Linked DNA regions of Sus scrofa: region 2 is linked to region 1. Evidence: chromatin contacts called from public Hi-C data. All regions are on one chromosome and are shown on one strand. The core of a region is the stretch at or near the end of the contact, and the rest is flanking DNA. Distances in the headings are between cores, read along the strand shown. Region 1 overlaps ATF7 (cyclic AMP-dependent transcription factor ATF-7). Region 2 holds the start of CALCOCO1 (calcium-binding and coiled-coil domain-containing protein 1).

The links. A called contact is a pair of places that touch in the nucleus more often than the background predicts.
Region 2: a contact with region 1 is called in a Hi-C map of skeletal muscle, with 2.2 times the contacts expected there. The contact joins the promoter of CALCOCO1 here to the enhancer-like site in region 1. A contact is called at or near these places in 11 of 47 Hi-C or Micro-C datasets (embryonic fibroblasts, epiblast stem cells, fetal skeletal muscle and 5 more) and 1 of 2 datasets of contacts at active chromatin or transcription factors (alveolar macrophages).

What each region holds. Positions count from the first base shown.
Region 1 is chr5:18,751,971-18,755,523 of Sscrofa11.1, forward strand. ATF7 (cyclic AMP-dependent transcription factor ATF-7) reads right to left here. Exons shown (of 11, transcript XM_013987080.2): 3 at 1,275-1,393. Among named protein-coding and RNA genes, the nearest start is that of NPFF, 29 kb to the left of the region's middle. Within about 2 kb of position 1,736, at least 24 of the 83 cell types and tissues checked have an H3K27ac peak or open chromatin away from gene starts, as enhancers often do. A contact at or near this core is called in alveolar macrophages, fetal skeletal muscle, retroperitoneal adipose tissue and 2 more, where this site is marked.
Region 2 is chr5:18,928,641-18,932,193 of Sscrofa11.1, forward strand. CALCOCO1 (calcium-binding and coiled-coil domain-containing protein 1) reads right to left here and starts at 1,762. Exons shown (of 15, transcript XM_005652574.3): 1 at 1,621-1,762. LOC106507255 (a long non-coding RNA gene) reads left to right here and starts at 1,968. Exons shown (of 4, transcript XR_002343963.1): 1 at 1,968-2,050.

The sequences.
Region 1 (3,553 bases), core at 486-2,985:
GACCTGATTTGTAATTCTTTCACCATCCTGGTTGATCTCCTGTAAAAAGCTTTAAGGACATCCTTCTTTAAGTCTAGTCTTGAATATTACTAGAGAGCAACTTGAAAGTTAAGAGCCATGTACACTGAAACAAAGAAGAGCCAAAATTCAATAAATGTTTATTGATTGGCTGCCTGAACAAAACAATTCAGGGAGTTCCGTTGTGGTTGCAGTGGAAACAAACCTGACTAGCATCCATGAGGATGTGAATTCAAATCCTGGCCTCTCTCAGTGGGTAGGGAATCCAGCGTTGCCATGAGCTGTGGTGTAGGTCACAGACTCGGCTTGGATCTGGCATTGCTATTTGACCCCTAGCCTGGGAATGTCCATATGCTGCAGGTGTGGCCCTATTAAAAAACAAACAAACAAACAAAAAAACAGTTCAGGTGAAAAGTCTGGTTAGCTCAGAAAAGAGTGGGGTTTGGCAAAAAAAAAAAAAAAAAAAAAGTTATCTAACAAAATCTGTGTAATTTATAATCTTTCTTTAACATCTTCATCATAATCAGAACAAAAATAATTTAAAAAACAGACTGCTGAATAATGCTACACGGGTAGGGCTACGAGACTGAATTTTTTTTTTTTTTTTGCTACACCTGAGGCATGTAGAAGTTCCTGGGCCAGGGATCAAACCCTCAACACAAGTGTTTCCATTGTGGCTCAGAGGGTTAAGAACTCGCAAAGTGTCTTTGAGGATGCAGGTTCAATCACTGGCCTCACTTAGTGGGTTAAGGATCTGTCATTGCTGCAAGCTGCAGCGAGGTTGCAGAGGCGGCTCAGATCTGATATTGCTGTGCCTATAGTATAGGCCTCCGCTGCAGCTCCAATTTGACCCCTAGCCTGGGAACTTCCACGTGCCATCAGTGTGGCCATAAAAAAAAAAAAAAAAAAAAAAAAAAAAAAAAAAGACCAGACAAACAAAACCCAAAAACCAAAATACTTTGCCATAGCAGTGACCAGAGCTGCTGCAGTGACAATGCCAGATCCTTAACCCCCCTGTACCACAGGGAACTTCCAAGAAGGCTGATTTCTGATAAAGATCCAACACTTGTGCTGATCCATCATCTGGACCCTGTAAAGCCTGATGTGGCTGACTCGGATTAGTAAGTACTATCTGGTTCTACAGAACAAAGCCCATAATTTGTGCTTTAATCAATTAAACAAATTATCCCAGAGCACAATGAAAGTTGCCCAGATCTGAACATCACCAGTTTTTCAGCTAAAGTCCCATCTCTTGCCTTTTTTTCATCCTCATCTGCAGCTTTCTTGAATTCATGTTCAAAGGAGCTAGCTAGTTCATTGAAGAGTCCCACCTCTTCACAGTTCTTCAGGAATCTAGTCGGAGTAGGAGTTTGATCTGTAGACATGGAAAGAAAAGGAACCTCTATTTTAGTTTTGACCTGAAATTAAAATTTGAGAGTATATAGGGAACACATTTTTATTCTTCTATTTGGAGAGAATCTCTGTGTTAGAGCAAATTTGCTTTTATGGAGCCCTAGTAAGTAAAGACTGCTGTTAGGCCACCAGAGGGTGTCTGTGCTGTGCTGCCTCAAGGCGAGCAGAGGGAAGACGGAACAATGTTTTGCTGTGCCACATCTGTGTAACTGCCTTTTTCTCAGAAGCCGGTTTCAGCTCCCTCACCCTCAAACAAAACCAAACCACCTACCCAGGTGGACTCTGTACAACTTTCAGGCTGGAAAATCAAGTCGAGTTAAATGACATTTTCTTTTTACACTCACCCACTGCTAGGTCTGAAGTGAGCAGGTATAAGAAGAGGGATGTTAAAATCTGATGAGAAGAAACTGAGGATCAGATAGCTGAGTCTGCTCGCTAAAGCTACCAAGTAAGAAAGGGTGCCCTGTCTTTCAGTGGTCACTGAGGTAACCTTCTAAAGGCATTCTAGACAAATCCAGGGGCTGGGGAACAAGACAGCGAGATCATGAGCTAGCAAAGGAAACTGCAAACAATAGAGCTCATTTCACAGAGACCTGGGCTCAGGGCAAATTCCGGAAACCAGGATATTTAGATTTAGATTTGCCAGCCAAAATATCCTCTTGGGGTCTCCGCACAAATCTCTCCTCAGCACTTGGGAAGAGAAAGGCTCCTCGTAACCCATGGGAACTTTTAAAACAACTTGAATTTTGGATTTGATCTTCTTTCTATCCTGTTTTTCTAGTTTTTCTCCCTTAGGTCAATTGACTCTTGTTCCCTGGTCCTAACTCTATTATGACGCTTTTCCTTGACATGGTAATCACTTCAGGGATTCATCTCATACTCCAAAGCACTAAACTGAATGATTGGAATAGAACAATGTTTAAATGGTATTTTCAGGAGTGAGATCTGGGGTTAAAATTGCTCCTTCTAGTGTGATCAATTTGGAACAGTCCAGTGGGATTTTCCATGGAAACAACATAATTTTTTCTTTTTTTTAAACAAAACCTCTTCTGAACCAGAGTGTTTGGAAAAATTACCACTACCTCCCAAAATAGTTTTAAAAGGTTCTCTGGCAGCTTTCGTTGGCCAACGATAAAGCCACTTTCCCTCCATCCCTGGGTGAGTGGAGGTAATATTCCCTTATGTTTAGAGAGTACTTCACTAAGGGCACAGAAAAAAATCACAACTCAAGTGGAACAGGACAGGGCAGCTAAGGGCATGGCTATGGCAGAAGAGGGCCGTTTGAATCTCTGATCTGAGGCTCATACAAACTTCTCCCATTCCTGAACGAACAACCAAACAGCCAGAAAAGTGTATAAGAAAACTCTTAGCCTGCTCTGATGATTCCAAAAAAAAAAAAAAAAAAAAAAAATCAACAGGTGTTTACTGAATACTTTCTGTGTTTTGCTGCTATATATGCATACACCTGTGTTCATCTTTGGCGGAGGGGGAAAGAGAAGCATAGGAGTTTTAGCCAAATATAAGACATGATTCTTGCCATAGAGAATTAAGAGAATGTTTTTTAGTTGAGGAAATAACACTAATATAGTTGAGTAGATACCATGGGGCTAGGTTATGGAAAGCCTGAAAACCCAAGCATAAATAGCCCCGGAGGTCTTCTGTGGTGCAGCACATTAAGGATCTGGCATTGTCACTACTGTGACTGAGGTTGCTACTGTGGAGCAGGTTTGATCCCTGGCCCAGGAATTTCTACATGCTATGGGCATGCCTCCCCCACCCCCAAAAAAGCCTTGGAGGTCACTGTGGTACAATGGGATCTGTAGCATCTCTGGAGCATTGGGATGCAGGTTTGATCCCCAGCCCAGTAGAGTGGGTTAAAGGATCCAGTGTTGCCGCAGGTGCAGCACAGATCATACCTGCAACTTGGATCTGATCCCCAGCCCAGGAACTCCATATGCTGCAGGGCAGCCAAAGAAAGAAAAACAGCCTTATAGTAAAATAAAATAGGAAGATAACAACAGATTTTAAGCAGGGGAGAAGAGTTTAAGAAAGTCTGGATTTTCAATAGAAGGTGAGATGGATTAGAGCAAAACACTAGTCAAGGAGGCCAGCTAGGAGACAA
Region 2 (3,553 bases), core at 512-3,011, 180 kb after region 1:
GTCTTCAGAGCTGGAATAAGGCTGGGGGAACGAATAGCCCAGTTCCCAAGCCCCTGACCTCTCATTTTTCTGTCTCTCAGTCATCTACCATGGATTAAAAAAAAAAAAAAAAAAAAAGCTTGCACTCTCATCCAAGAGACAAAGCAAAAAGGAGGATATAAGGAAAGACAGGTTTTCAATCATTACTCCAGGAAGTCAAGAATGCTGGAGGCGGCTGCTTCAAGGGTGGAGTGAAACACTCAGCAGGAACGTGGTGCTGTGGGGAGATGGAATGTGGGGGCCTGGAGCCAGGAAAGCCCCACCCCTGGGGCAGGGACAGACTGAAGTAAGGGGCCTTGGGATGGGGAAAGGTACACATGATGTTGAGAGAAGGAAAGAGAGTTCCAAAAGAACCTCACATTCTTCTCTTCAGGTCTTGCCAGGAGCAGGGTTAGAAATCTACTGGTCTGACTCTATGTGAACCCAGCTCTCGTATTTCCCTACCCATTTTCTCTCTGCTCCCCTAAGCCTTAATTCCAAGTGCCTTAATCCTTCCAGCTGCTCAGATTGGTAGTTGGAGGCATGCTATAGGAGGGATTGAGAGGAAGAGATGTTCCAAGCTAGGTGGGGAAAATTCACTGGAAAGAATGGGGGTGGGACGAAGAAGGATAACAATCAAGAGAATCCTCAGGCCAGGCCTGTGAGATGGCCCTTGTCATTTCTCCTCTCTAGCTCACTAATCTTCCTCCTGTGTCAGCCACAGGCACTAGTCATATGCACGCCCCCAAACACCACAAACCCACACTGAGGCTGAAGTCAGGTGGGTAGAGACTTTAAAAGAAGACAAAAACGCCTTAGAGAAGGCAAGATGGGCCAGCTCTACAGAAAGAAGCTACTTCTTCCTCCAAAATAGAGACTGAATTGAGGACAAGAGGTTTCTCTGAATTTTTATCTCTGAAAAATCCTTACTTAAAACCAGCCCATGTTTTTTCTAAATACAATTCTTCTGGCTTTCCAGGAGGGGGTGAATTGTCCTCAAAGATCTAAGCCGGGGGAACCCCATATACTCCCTACAAAAAAAATTCCTAACAGCTGGAAATATCCCCAGGCCTGAAAGAGAGCACTGGGCACCTGAAGTGTGTATGTGTAGCCTGATTCGGTTGTTTGCTTTGCGGGGGGGGGGGGTGTCTCATCCCCCCACGCTGTAGGGCTTCAGAGTTCTTTTAACATTCTACACCTTGTAATGTTTTCCTTCAGGAATTCAGTGGCATAAAGGCCTTTAGATTGAGGTGGGGCGGAGGGTGGCTGGGGGAGAGGGGAACGGGAAGGTTTGTGAGGCCAAGTCTTGCCTGGCTGAGAATAAGCAGACTTCGGCCTCCCTCAACTCCCTTAAGCGTTTCAAGCTTTATAAAGAAGGACTGAGATGGAGGCGAGAACAGTGACTGGGTATCCCCTTGATCACGGCCCCCCTGAGACCAAGAACTCTCAAAACTGTGGGGGTGGTTTCTCCAGTACGGAAAGTGTTAACACCCAAACGCTCCTCCACCCGCCTTTACCGGTTCCCTTAGATGATCCTTTCACAGGCTTGAAAGTGGGGTGGCCCCCCATAAAACCGCCCCCAAATTAGGCCAAGTTTCTTACCCCACAGACGGATCAGCTGTTCCCTCACCTTTCACCAACAACAAAAACAGCACTCCGACTCCAGGAGGGGAGGGAGAAGGGTGGACGCGAGGGCTTCTGGGGTTTGTGGTTCCTCCGAGCCTTTTTGCCGGCGAGCCAGTGCGGATCTAGGACTACATAACCCAGGAGTCTGTGCGCAAGGAGGGCGGAGTAGAGGGCGGCCGCGGGGGAGGCCTCACAGCAGCATCCTGGGAGGCGTAGTTCTCACTTCCGTGACCGTGAACGAGGGTGTGGCCAGCAAAGAACTTCACAGCCCATGATGCCTTAGGAGGGGGGCAGGCTACGTTAGTGGCGACTGCCGGTTGGTACCGTGCGTGGTTGGGGGTGGGGAGGAGTTACGGCTCGAAAGCTGTCTTTAAAATACATTATAGAGTGGGCCGAACGAGTTCAGGTACACACTTTCGCTTACTTTTAACGACAACTTGTGAGGTAGGCGGTTTTGTTATCCACGCCTTTCAGATGGAGACACTAAAGCCCAGAAAGGTTACGGAACCGATCTAAAGTATCAAAGCTATGAGAGGGTAGGATTGCACGACTCCCAGTGCTCTTGCCACTACATCACAACTACCTACCGTCTAGGGGATAGGAAACTGTGGTAGCAGTTTCTTCATTGCTTCATCCTCAGGGGCAGCCCTGCAAAAACTATGTGTTCTGCACCACTGAGGATTTTTTTTTTCTAACTCGAGGGCTTCAGTTCCAGACGCCTGCCAACACTGGACTGGGCTCCCCTCAGCGTCCTCTAGGTCCAGAAGGAGGACCCATTGTCCGAGGTGTTGTTGGTTGGGAGGGCAGAGGTGAAGTGAGGAGAACCACGTTGAAAAGGGAACATGGCATAATGCAGGACAGTTCAGAAACAAGCCACTTACCCGGCTGGTTTGCCCAAGCCTTTTAACTGGCTTAAATTCATTAAGATAATAATACATGTTGTTGCTCCTGTTTTTTGTTTAGAAGAGGTGAAAGATTCACATTCCTCCCACGCACCCTCAAGTCACGAGTCCATTAAAGACCTGGGCATCCTGCACGGGGTCTGAGGCATTCAAAAAATGATCTCTCTCAGTCTCTGTATTAAGGAATTACAGTCTAAGGATTGATTTGCTCTTCTGCTTTAATTTTCTGCTGCATTAAGTTATGGTGCCTCTGCCTTTTCCAAGTTTTGGGGTAGTATTTTGCTTTTATGACAATAGTGTGTCTGGTGCCTGCCCTTGGGTGCCTTTCATATTGAAGATCTCCAAGCACTTAGCAATAAATCATCAGGCTTCACAAACATTAAGGTGACATGTCAGCGTCACTAGTCAGGATTTATGAGTTAGGACAAGCTGCTGGTTGCAGAGATGGCTCAAGGTCCTGGGGTGGGTTAAGAGTGAGGCCTGTTCAGGTGCCCAAGTCTCAGTTGTTCTTGGTTTTTGTCTTCCACCTGGCATAAAGGCTTATAGGAAAACTCAGTCTCAGCTGGAGCTCAAAATAGTAACTTTTGTTTATTGGGTGTTTACAATGTGTTTAAACTATGTTAAGGACTTTTCCATATAATACAATACCCTTATATAGTAGGCCCTTTTATTATTCCCACTTTACATAAGATGAAGATTGAGGCACAGACTATTAAGTGACTTACCTGGGGTCATAGACTTACCACCACTACCTAGCAAGTGGTAGAATCAGGATTGAAGCACAAATGGTCAGAATACCATATTAACCACCCCAGAAACTCCTGGGTGGCATACTAACTCCCTTTGTTCTAAGGAACAGTGCTCTTACCAGGAGATAAGTGTTCACTGAGCATTTATGTGCAAGGAGCAAGGTAATGGGAAACAGATCAGTTCAACAGATAGATGTGTCAGGTGCTATCCTTGGTATTCAAGAAATTTTGTTGAAAGAATGAATATAAAATATAGAT